2 separate regions of the Arabidopsis thaliana genome follow, and region 2 is linked to region 1. A link is a contact called in public ChIA-PET data. All regions are on one chromosome and are shown on one strand. The core of a region is the stretch at or near the end of the contact, and the rest is flanking DNA. Distances in the headings are between cores, read along the strand shown. Region 1 holds the start of VCR (varicose-like protein). Region 2 holds the start of BRL3 (BRI1-like 3).

What was found. ChIA-PET counts read pairs in DNA pulled down with a chosen protein or histone mark.
Region 2: an H3K4me3 ChIA-PET map of shoot shows a contact between it and region 1, with 10 read pairs. The contact joins the promoter of BRL3 here to the promoter of VCR in region 1. A contact is called at or near these places in 1 of 26 Hi-C or Micro-C datasets (rosette leaf), 1 of 2 datasets of contacts at active chromatin or transcription factors (shoot) and 1 of 3 other capture datasets (seedling).

Annotation. Positions count from the first base shown.
Region 1 is chr3:4,295,159-4,301,495 of TAIR10.1, reverse strand. VCR (varicose-like protein) reads right to left here and starts at 4,214. Exons shown (of 12, transcript NM_112174.4): 1 at 3,302-4,214; 2 at 3,177-3,226; 3 at 2,933-3,089; 4 at 2,604-2,822; 5 at 2,168-2,296; 6 at 447-2,021; 7 at 1-182. The coding sequence starts at 3,967. It overlaps AT3G13280 (Putative endonuclease or glycosyl hydrolase), which reads left to right and starts at 4,496. Exons shown (of 7, transcript NM_112173.1): 1 at 4,496-4,700; 2 at 4,784-5,008; 3 at 5,080-5,245; 4 at 5,351-5,438; 5 at 5,516-5,582; 6 at 5,648-5,808; 7 at 5,930-6,169. The coding sequence starts at 4,496. The coding sequence ends at 6,169.
Region 2 is chr3:4,342,766-4,349,374 of TAIR10.1, reverse strand. BRL3 (BRI1-like 3) reads right to left here and starts at 3,045. Exons shown (of 2, transcript NM_112183.3): 1 at 2,375-3,045; 2 at 1-2,281. The coding sequence starts at 2,135. AT3G02685 (a long non-coding RNA gene) reads left to right here and starts at 3,579. Exons shown (of 1, transcript NR_140935.1): 1 at 3,579-3,837.

The DNA.
Region 1 (6,337 bases), core at 2,965-5,464:
AATGCCTTTTCATTCTTAACAGCCTCCTCTTGGAAGTGGGCCCATAGAGCATCAGCATTTGACTTGCTGGATTTCTCAATCATTCTCCCTAAGGCAACTTCTAGTTTTTTACCTTCTTTTACGATAGGGCCAGTGACAGCATTTGATAGTTGTCTCTGCATCTCCTTCTGCGAAGCCATTACCTGGAAGGGTAATAACGTTTCAGGTCAACAAATAAAAATCAAACAAAATTACCAAGGTATGAAAAGCAAAAACTGATCATCGATAAATGCCAGTTATATACCAAATCTGATTTTCGTTTCAAAACGAATGTAACAAAGGATCTCATGTGCCAAATCAAGGTAACACCAAGCTTAATAGTGTATCTCAGTGAACGATGCAAGAGTATAAAAACAAATATTGTTAAGAGAAATAAGTTTTAACTAGATTCAAGATAAATATGTCACCTGAGTCATTGTTTCTTGCAATGCTAACAACTGAGGAAGTAAATCTGCCATGGGATGATTTAAACTCTGACTTTGCTCATTGAAGGAGTCAGCCAGATTAGCAACATTTGAGGATGTAGATGACAACCCAGGACCCTGTGAATTTTTCGCCTTCTGCTTCTTTCCTTTGCTATTTGTAGCTACTAACCCACTAGATGAACCCGACTCAGGAAGCTTTGCAGAGACATCTCTTGAGTCAAGACCCCTTTCATCTCCAGCTTGTAAAGGTTGTCCATAAGCCATAGAATCCCCAGGAATGGCACTTCCCTCTGTAATAGGATGACGGTCTCTTGCCATCTCAGTGCTGAGATTTGAAGCCTGTGAGCAGAAGATATTTTCTCTACTTTCTGAAGTGTGATTCTCAGTTGTTTCGTGATAGTTAATTTCACCATTCTGCGAAGTCTGTGCTTCGCCTACTTCTTTCAACTCAACTTCTAAGCCTCTTGCATCATTATTCACTTCCTCAATATTTGCATCTCTATCCCTCTTGTCTTCAGTAGTAATGGAGGCTTCAGTGGAAGAAACGCCCATCAATATCTCTGAAGGAGTTACGAGATGAGTGGGCTGTTTGAAAAAAGCTGACGGGCTTCGAATCCCAGACACATCATCATCAGGTGTAACATTCGTGTCCTTGCTTCTACAGTTTTCCTCGACAGAAGACACATCCAAATTTCTTCCTCCAACATCATCAGTTTGCCTCACATAAAAATAATCAGCAGAACTTGTTTTGCCACCAAGCTTATGATGTGGTAGCACTTGCTCAAACGCTTCTACAGGAGTGTGATAGCCAGAAAGTTTACTTGATAGTCTGGGGCTTAGAGGAAGTTGAGGTGAAGGAGCATACGCAGAATCTACATCACTGGTCTCAGAAGGCATCCCAGAAGTTTTAGGCTCACCGTTGGGTGGAACAATTGCTGGTGGTGTGATCCCCGCTGATGCAGGGCCCGCTGGAAAACTCAACATATTAGCATTTTCCGATCTATTCACTAAAATAGATGGTTTAGGCACTGAACCAACTGAAGGTAATTCGGTAGGCTTCATTCCAGATGTTTCTAACGTGCTTTCAACAAGGTTTGCCTCCCGTGACACAGTAGAATCTGACTTCTCAAAACCCACATTCTCTCTTGGAGGTGGCATGCACAAGAATAAGTCTAATGTATACTGCTGGATTGCTAGAGTCTGAACACAATACACTTTAACAAATGGTTCTTCTGGGTGATCATTTGTCCCAATAAAACTCAATATAGGCATAGTGACTGTAAACTCGGACAAGTAATCCATCAGCGTTTCCACTGGAGATGAGCCATAGTCCAAATGCACGGAATATATGGCGTTCCTTCTCGCATTTGCAAGCAAAAGCAGGCCTGCTTCAGACAATGCTATGACTTGGTTGAAAAATGCCTTTTCAGCTTGTGGCTCAGTTGAACTTTTCAAATCAAGTGTCTGGGTACATCTCCACGATTCAGTATCAGCGGGTAGAAGCCACCCTTCTTCCCCAGCGGAGACCCAAATCTTGATTTCTCGATTTAGAGGACCCTACGAGAAGAACATTGCCAACAGTGTATGCGTTAGCAACTTAGCAGAAACAAAAGCAACAATTCTAAAATGTGAATTCAACAAAGCAGGGCCAAATAACATTATATAGCAATGAGAAAAGTAAGTAATAATTTGAGCAAACTAACCCCCGTGATAAGTATGATGTGATCAGGTCTTTCCGGGGATGTCACAAATATGGCAGAATTGACTGGAAGTCCATCATGAGGTCTCAATACTACAAGTGGTTGTGTCTTACGATCTTGCCATATCTTAACCTGTTGGTATTAAGAAAAAGTAAGCCTCACACACAAAAATACTAGCTGTTGCAAATTATTCCTGGTTGTGAAGAGAATCTACAGTGAGACGGAATTTAGAAAATCTCTTCAATTTTGGATGAGCTAGCATAACCAAACTAAAGCTAACGAGTCTCAATCAATTAAACTTCAACGTTACACCCAGTTAGCAGCGAAAACAGTTAAAATTTTAGTTCGTCAGGTAAATTCAACTTCAGAAATGTTATGAAAAGGAGTAGACGTATATTCCAAGAGTATAGTGAAGGAAATTATAAGAACAAACACAAACCGTGCCATCAACTGAAGAAGAAACCAGGCGCGTGGTCATCCATTGGCACATTGACAAATCTGTCACTTCTCCATCATGCTTACCCACAATCTGAACACCATCAATTAGTTTATCAAGATGACACTGGAGAGGTGCCTCGGCAGAGAACACTTCACCTCTGCCAACTTTTGTAGTATCGATTCGCAGCACATGTTTACCAATTGAAACTACCAAAATTTCCTGAAAGAATGGACTTTACACAATCAGAAGTATAGACACAACAGAGCGAGCTCATGTTCACAACAGAAAAATATGCAACTTCCCGTAGCAAAAGAAATATGTTGAAATACCTGTTTGTGGCAGTGCCAACAGACACGTGGATGTTTGGTGTCTTCCTCTCCAAGTATCTGAAGAGCAACAACTATCTTTCCAGTTATCTGGGATTGTTCATCTCCCTCAGATCCTTCGGAAATTTTCCACACAAAAACTTTTCCATCTAGACTAACACTGTTTTGAAGAAATAGACAAGTAGACGGTATGAAATAAAATGTAAAACGACAAAGTAGAAGAAGCTTATAGTTCCAGAACCATTACCTAGCTAAGAGATGAACATCTTCGGCAAAGAAAGCCATGTCCGTTACTCTCTGGAGACAAACATGTAGTTAGAATGACGATGATACCTGATGGATACTCGAATAAGTAACTGAGAAACAACGAACCTGAGAATGGCCACGGAACAGAGACCTCAATGCTGTGTTGATATTGAGAACACGAATGCTTCCTCCTTTCAATCCATAGCAAATGTAGACCTTATTCACAGCAATTTGCCTACCGAGTACAAGCTGAGGATCCGAGCCGTACTTGGTAATCGGAGTCACCTCCAGCTGCGGTTGAATCTCTCCCTGTAATCTCACATCAACATCATACACCGCATGTTCACCAACCAATCGCCTTCCCTTGGGCATTTTACCGCTTGGAACATGAATAGGACCCGAACCGCCGGGAAAAGCTCGAGCGATCTCGTTGTGATGCGACGGCTCTTGGTTCGCCACGGCACCTCCGTTGTTGAGGAGAGCGAGGATGTGCGTTCCCGGATTGTGATTGACACGGGGAGATTGGGGATTGAGAGGTGGCGTGGGATAAGATAGCGTTCTCTGTGGTTGCAAGTTAGTAGCGGAGGAAGAGGAAGACACATCCTGTTGCGTTTGATTCACCGGAGATGGTTGGGCGGCGATACCAGGCGGCGCGTATAGTTGCTGATTGTACTGGTTGTTAAGAAACGGACCTGTAGGGGGAGGATAAGGGTTGGATGAGGGTTTGAAGATAGTACCGAGATCGAACGGCGGAGGATTGTGAGGGTTAGTGTTACCAGGTGAAGACGCCATTGATTTACGATCGCCGAATCTAGGGTTTGCGATATCGATCAATAGACAAGTGTAATTTGAATGTGAAGGTTCGTGAATATATTTCAGAAAAAGAAGACTCGGCGGATCTGAAGAAGAAATCAAAAGTCACGTAGAGAGGGGAAGCGCGAAAAGCGAGTAGAGATAGACGATGATGACTTGAAAGGAGTGAGAGAACAGCTAAAGAAGTTTTGTAGACTTGCGTTTTCGATAGTGGGGCGTAAATCTGATGACTAAAAGTGATGGGGTGATAATCGCGCAACAAATTAAACTTGGGTTTAAAGGAATTCACAAGTAATTATTATTATATGGGCCACGCGCATCGGCCCATAGAAACCAACCGCAAGTATCTCTCTCCCTCCACAACATTTATATGAACCCTAAAAAAACTGATCGAAAGTTACCATCGTTCTTTCCTTTTGGTCTTCTCTGTGCGTATAGGATTCAAGGTGTCTTTTAGGTCGAAGAATAATGAACAAACATTTCGAGAAAACGTTGGTGTTGTGGAACATGACCACCTGTCCGCTTCCCGATGGTCATGATCCTCGTCTGGTGGGTCCGAGGATAGAATCGGCGTTGGAAAAGTCAGGCCAGTGGCGCTGCCGCCGGGGTCCTCTCTTTATCACTGCCGTTGGCAACCTAACGCAGATCCCTGGTGGTGACGAATCCCTGCGAACGCTTTCTTCCACTGGAATCGCTCTTAAACATGCCCACGGTTAGTTAAAAATCTTCTTTCATCTCTTTTTTTGTTAATTAGGGTTTAGATTAAACGTTAGTTTCCTTTACTTACTGAGACAGATATTCAAAGGGATTTGTTTGAGTGGACTGATGAGAATCTTGCTCCGGCTACTATAATGCTCATAACCAGTTCTAAGGACCTGAAAACTTTAGCTAGTACACTTTACGACATAGAGAAGAAGGGATACAGAATTCTTCTCGCATATCCTCCACGAGCTCTAGCTCTCCGGCTAAGCATTCTTAAAGATGTTCCTGAAGAGTTGTTCTGGGATAGCTTAATGGCAGGTATTTTTTATGGCCTCTCTCTCATAACATGCATCTGATAACAAGCAAATTAAGCTGTTTTGAATCCACAGATGCTGCTATGGAGGATAACAAACAGGAGCAACAAGACTTGTTCTTCAGGACTACAAGCGCAGTGAAACCGGTGAAACTCCCTTGTTTTGCTCAGAATGCGATTTTGGTGCCCAAAGCTTTGAAGATTTCACCACGCATCTCAAGAGTGAAAAACATGCGTATTCTGTAAGCAGCTCACTAGCTCTCTGATTCTAAACCATCATTCTCTTACCACAAGTTTCCCTTTCAAAAGTACATAATGCCTCTCATCTCCACGCAGGAATGGGACAGGGAGGCTAGTCATAACAATGTGGATCGACTAGACCCTGCTAACATGGTGCTGGGTCGATCAAAGGCAAGTTTTAATATCTCATCTCAAGTTGAGAGATTTCTGATTTCTGGGACTTACAGTTACCCTTTCACGACTTTACCTAATTTGCCATTCTCATGAAGCAGGAGTGGGACTTGCTGGTTACTCAAGATATAGCGTATCATACTTCTTCTCCTCTAACACTAAAGGCAAGTTTTAACATCTCTCATTTCTAATATTTGTGTATTTACGTGCTATTGTGTGAAGTACATATATAGCATTGACTTTGGATTTACTGACTTTGGTTGATGCTAAAACATTCAAGGAACTCTGCAAGATGTTGGAATTTGATGGTAAAACATGCAACAAGGGAAACGGTTCTACCATGGTGAAGATTCGACCAGAGGAGGGAAACCCCTGTTTTACGTCTGTTACCATGGTGAATAGTCAACCTTAACATCTCTCATTTCTAAATATATATATATATATATATATATATATATATATAATAACAATTGAATTTGGATTTACTGACTTTGGGTAATCCTAAAACATTCTAGGAAGAATGCATGATGATGATGAGAAAGTTAAAGACTGAGGAAGCTGCTGTAGAAGAGGAGAACCCCGAGAAGCCCATTCAGTCCATCCAAGTGCAACGGTCATCTGCAACAGAACAAGAAGACAAACCAGTTAGTTCTGTGGCTAAGAGAGCGTCAAGGAAAAGCATCTCCAGCTGTTCAAGTCAAGATACGATCTTAACTAATAGGCTCAAATGTTTAGAGGATGAGGATAAAATGTAAACCTAATCCTCACACTATATATAAGAACTCAATGTAATAGGATTAATTAAAGAGAGAAATAAGATGGAAAACATTTCAGTCTCCTTTATACACTATCTTTAAATCTCTCTACTTTCAAAGACGCATTCAGGATCGCCAAATTTAGGTTTTGCGATATCGATCAATAGA
Region 2 (6,609 bases), core at 1,796-4,295, 49 kb before region 1:
AAAGAGAGTCCTCCTAGTGATCCAGGTAAGAATCCTTGGAGATCATTGTGAGATAGATCAAGAACTCCAATTGCTTTCAATCCTCCGAAGCTATCCGGTATGGTTCCAGTTAACAAGTTATGTCCCAAATTCAAGACCTGAAGATATCCCATTGCACCATAACCCAAAGGAATAGAACCTGAAACCGCATTGTAGGAAAGGTCCAAGTAGATCATGCTCCCGTTACTGGAGAACATGTACATGGTCATGCCTGAGTATATCCGAGTCTTGGGACATGAATGAACCATTGGAAAATGCTCTAACCGCTCAGCACGAATTCCTTCAAACTCAACCAAACCCCCTGCACCTCTGCAATCCGTCCCACCTTCATTCCTCACAAACGCAAACTGTTTACCAGAGACGCTTCCGGGCATTACCAGTCCGGCCTGACTTGCAAGTTCACCTGGGAGATTCCCAGTTAGATTATTGCTGTTAAGATCAAGCCAGATAAGGTTCTTGCAGTTTCCAAGCTCACTTGGAATGTTCCCAGTTAAAGAATTGTTCCCGAGTTGCAGAATCGCTAACTTCTCAAGCTTTCCGATTCCTACAGGGATTTCACCGGTAAGCAGGTTACTAGAAAGGGAGATCCAAAGCATGTTGGTGCATTTGGAGATTGATTCTGGAAGAGAACCGGTTAAGAGATTGTTGTTTAAGATTAACGTTTCCAAGTTTCCTCCATCAACACAAATGCTCTCCGGGATTCCACCAGTGAGATTGTTCGCCCACATAACTAAGTCGGAGAGCTTAGGCAATGTCCATATCTCCTTAGGAATCAGACCAGTGAGAGCATTGAAGCTAAGATCTATAGTCTTCAAGCTCTTACATTTACCAAGCTCTACAGGGACAGTTCCTGAGAGGTAATTGTTGGCAATAAGCAACTTTTCCAAAACCGAAGAGCTTTGAAGAGAGCAGAAACCAGATGGTACTTCTCCAGTGAACTCGTTTGAGCTCAGATCAAGAACTCGCAGATTACTACAGTTGGTGAGCGAAATCGGAACAGAGCCTGAGATGTTGTTGAATGGTAAGTAAAGATTAGTGATTCTAGAGAGTTTACTCACGACGGTGCTTAAGAAATCACCGGAGAGCTTGTTGTTTCCAAGATTTAGGCTTTGTAATGAGCCACAAGAGGTGAATGATTGCGGAAGCTGACCGGTGAGACTGTTGCCGGAGAGATCGAGAACCTCTAGAGTTCGACAGAGCAGAGAAAGCTCCGGTGGAATCTCACCGGAGTAAAGGTTGTGTGCAAGAGAGAGCTGCCTCAGGTTCTGAAAATTTCCCCAATAGTCATCTCCGGGGATTTTTCCGATGAGACTGTTCCGAGAGAGGTTTAACGTTTCGAGGAGCTTACAATTTGAGAGACTAACCGGAAATCTGTCGCCGGAGATGCTGTTCTGTGATAAGCTGAATACGGTGAGGTTCTCACAGAGACCAAAGCTGAGACGAGAGAAGTCGCCGGTGACATTGTTGCCGGATAAGTCGAGGTGTTTCAGAGAATTCGGAAAATCGGCGATGAAAGTCTCCGGAATCTCATCGGAGAAGCGATTGTTCGAGAGATCAACGGTTGTGATTCTCTTGTTACTCGCCGAAGGAGAAGACTTCAATTTCCCGGCGAGCTTGTTGTGCGAGAAATTGACAGAAACCAGATTTAAACAGGTGGAGAAAACGTAATCCACTATTGAAGAGTCCGTAAGCGAGTTTGAAGATAAATCCAGAACCTCGAGAGAACATCCTGAAGAAGAAGAAGAATCTCCGGAGGAGAAGTTGTTTCCTTGCAAATAAAGACTCCGGAGATTAGACAACGCCGTGAGATTATTGAGATTTAGGGTTCCGGTAAGACCACCGTTTCGTAGATCAAGTCCAATGACTCTACCATCGCTAGAACAAGAGACGCCTCGCCAAGTACATGGGTCACGACCCGACCCGTATCTCCAGTTACCTAAAAAGTTGGTAGGATCCGACTTGATAGAGGTTTGCTTAAACGCCGTTAGCAGAGCTGTGTCGTTAACGTCGTCGCTGAGTAGCCGTCTGCCACGAGAGTCCACCGTTAGAAACAAGACGAGCAAACAGAGGATCAAGAACTGCCATTGTTGTTTCATGTTATTAGCCCACAAAGTGTTCGATAAAATTCCCTTAAGAATTCAAAGACTTCAATTTCAAGCTCAAGAATCTTCTTTTTGAGAAAACCCTATGCTCCATAACAACCAAATCCTCCAAAAACTTCACCGGATATGAGCTTGGAACGCTGAAAAATTCAAAGTGAAATTAAGATTAATTTTTCTGAAATAACTAGTGGCAAAATCAAGTCTTGTTCAAGGTAGAAGAAGAAGATACATACATGTATATGTGGTGAAGGAACAAAAAAGCGGAATCAAAGGCTGACAGATACGGAAAAAGAGAAGGGAGAAAGTACAGAGAAGAGACAGAGAGAGTTCTCCAAGTAAAGAAGACAACGTAGATGGTCTTCGACAGTGTTGTCTCTCAAAGTACGATGTTGCAGAGATGGTCGGATCCGGAACCAAAAAAAAAAAGAAAAAAACTGTTGAATTCAACTAAAAAAAGGGACTGCTTTAAGATTCCACATAAAGGAAGCGTGTTTAGTACGACCACTACATAAAAACGAATTTTCCCGGAAATAAAAAAGAAGTGTGTTCTTTTTGTATTTGCTTGACAAAATGAGAAGCTGAGAAATTCTCTGGCTTTCTCGTGACAGCTTTAGATAGAATTGAAGAAGAAGAAGTGATTGAGATCTTGTCTTATTTTGCTGGAGAAAATGTAAAAGCGAAAGAGAAGAAATTTGGCAAAGAGAAGAAAAAAAGAGGAGAAAAAGCTAAAGAAGACAAAACTATGAGACTAATCTTTACGTGAAAAGAGGATGCATAATCATTATATTAAAGACTAATTTTTTCCTAATTATTAATCTCACATTCCCACCTAATAGTATTCGTGCAAATAATTTATATTGCAATAGATCAAACTCTACGTCAACTGTTTTAAAATTTGAGTTTTACAGGTTAGGGGAGAATCTTTTATAAATCTAACAAAAGTTCTGTTTTGTGGAGGACTAGATTTGTTGCTTTTTCTAAGTGTTCTCATGTTGATGTCAAAGAAATCTACGAATTCAGTAAAATTTGTGCAACATGTAAATAATTTACAGTAAATTAGTATTTGTTCGATGTATGTATAGTTCGGTTTCCGTATAATTTAAATATTCGGATCTGTTGTAACTTTTTTTTTTTTTTTTTTTTTTTCTTTTTTTTTTTTTTAGGATCTGTTGTAACTTAATCTCTAAATATTCAAATATTCAATGCACCATATATATTCAATGCAATGACGAAAAATACCAAAGCATCAACACATATCCGAGCTTCAAATCCTACCAGTTACCGCATTATTTCACTGAAATAAGCTTTTCTCTAATTATTTTACTCAACCCTTTAAAGTCGACTATTTTCGTGTTTAACGTCCCAAAGCAAATCATATCCTCTTTTTTTTTTGTTACATCAATATCTGTATTATCTATATTACTCACTCCGCACGAACGTCTCACGCTTCCATAAATATCTGCACGACAAAATATCATCATAAAAAGAGAAATCTAAAACTACAAAATTCTAATATATTGTATTAATTAACGGTAACTACGATAGAGACCTAATTCCCCACCACCGTTCTCGTATTTTTCCACGCGTGTATGTAACTTTATAACCCTACACGCATGAAGCTCTAGTGCTTCGTTAAACAAAAACAAATATGGTTTATTGGTTTTTTATCTATGCCCTCTCGTGACTTATTTTTTTCAGCAACTAATCCCCACGTATTGTTTGTATTTATCGCTTTACCCTTACAATTAGTTTAAACCTCACGTAAAACAACTGTCAAATATTGTATTGGTTGGACAAATAAATAAATCGGATCCATAGTTTTTTTGTTTAAATTTCTACCAAGTGACCAACTTAATTAACCAAGTTTTGAATGTGTTTAGAAAAAAAAACACACACCAAATTTTGATTAATATATCTCTCTACACATTTTATATCAAATAATTGCATGAAACGTAAGTGTTATCCTGACAAAAAGGAAATACAAGTGTTTTCAACTATTACCATAATTATTTCCTCAAATATTGTTGACCAATTATGAATGCAACAGACGTGACAACAGCTTAATTTTGGTAGGTACGAGAGATTAAGTTAGGATTATCAATCAACTGGGCCTGTTTAAACTTAAAAATTATGCTTTTTCAAATATATACCCTCAACAAATTCGGAGTTCTATAAAACTATGAACTATATATACGTACGTATAAATCCTTTCATAATTTAAAATATTAATTAATTACATGCCCTTAATTATTTTAAAAAATCGGATGCCGTTGATTTCATTTGTTTATGCAATAATGCATCGTGCTTGGTTGCTCGTGCATATAATGAACTTGAATTTAAACTGGTCGAGTATTTGCGCCGAACTAAACGAAAAGAACTTTAATTTAGATAAATTAATCGATTTAAAGTTATCTTTCTCGTTTTTTTTTTTTTTCTTTTTTTTTTAACTTATCTTTCTCGTTCCTATCTTACTTTTACCTAAACACAAATATAGGTTAGGTACTCCAGTTAAGGTATCAATGAGTAATTAAGAGAAACATAACTGGATAGATAGAATTTTCTACAAGGTTTCTCCGTAAGCTATAAGCTATATATAATATGGTGTAAAACTGTAAATTAATATTAACCGAGGCTTCATTGGTTAATCATTTCTTTATATATGTATATATAATATATAGATTTCTGAAAAGAATAAACAAAACATCTGCAGGTCGAAAAACCCGCGACATTAACATATATATGACGAAAAAAATACGTGGAGGAGACCAAAATGATCTCGAAGTCCTCCTTTCACGTATTGCATATTCTATATATTTTAAAAATTTGTTGGTGTGTAGGATGTCTTTTGTAAAACTGGTAGATGTAATAGGGTCCCAAAAACTGTATAAATACTATATAGCGAGTAGAGGGGCCAAGAAGATAGATTATTCAACAACTGGGATAATAATTAAGTTATACTAAAGTGAGAAGGTTTATGAAAATATATACGAGAGTGGGCTCGGTGGCCGGGGCCGTAGTAGGGTTGCATTTTTGTCAGTTTCTTCGGCCGCACGAATGCACATCTTGTGACTTCCAAAGATTCTCTCGTGTCCATTTATTATGATTTCATTTTAGTTTTATTTTCATATTAATGTATTATCTTAGACCAAAAGGAAAAAAGAAAAAAAAAAAACACTTTGGTCCAAAATACTTATGGTATAAGTATTTTTAGGGTCGAAGTCTCGAAGAAAAGACGAAAAGTCGATACGATTTGAAAATCTTACCCGTCACTTTCATGAATTAATAATGAAGATGATATTTTTGATTTCCTAAGATAGCGGAATCATCGCATTCAAATCTGCCTTATTTTTGGTACAACTATCCCCTTTTTCACGTAAACTTATTCAATTTCTCTTTCTTTTTTTTTTCTTCTTTCTTTTTTGGTCGTCACATCTTGGTCATATACGACTAAATTAATACTACATTTCTAGTACTCTCGTTTTATTTTTCAGCATAACTAGAAATATACAGACGACTCACGAAGATCTATCTGTATATGTCGGTACAAATTCAGTAATAACTTAACCAATACAAACCGTGATTATGGAAACAAAAATTTTATTAAAAAAAACCCATCAAACTCGTGACTATCTAGAGAAAATATATAAATAAATAAAAAATCCAAAGCTATAAGTTTAAGATAGTTGATTTGATTAATACTAGTAGTACATATAGTTGCTTCATATATAACCAAGGACTGCCTCTCTATCTTCGTTGTCCAACTTAACATACCCAAAAGCCAAAATTGACATATGATACTTGATAATTTATATTGCTTACTCACAGATAGACCCCCATACAAAATTCTCACGTGTACAGGGGGTCATCCAGTTGATATTCAACAATCAACGCCTCGCATGAACCTGAGATCTTTTCACGCTACCAATTGGCAAGACAACAAAAATAAAGTAAATAAGAAACTATTCGATCACACGGACTCATCTTATGACTAAAACTATAATAATATTGATTATATTTGGCTAAAACATGTGATGAATTATAATAACCAGCTACACCGGATCGAATCAGTTTTATGGGTAAAAAATTACACCTATCTTTACTTTAGGTTTGTAAACTGCTATTTATATGGACTTTTTTCTTGACCTGATTTCAAATAGTAAATAAGTACGTTGTATTCGTCGAGGAATCAAATTCTGAGCAAAGTCGATATTTTAGGTAGATTTAGGTTGAAATTAAGCTCTTCGCAACGTTGAATTTAGAGAAACTTTAGATCATCTAATAAATAAACACACGCATCATCCAAAAGATATAGACAAGTTAAATACTACCGATGACTGCTTAGTCACTATTACTATTATTGATAACAATCAACAGAGGGAAGTGACATTCTTGGTTGAGAAGTCAATCGTCGACCCATGTTGACGTAGATAGGCACTCTCCCGCACGGATCTCTTCTTCGGCCTTTATC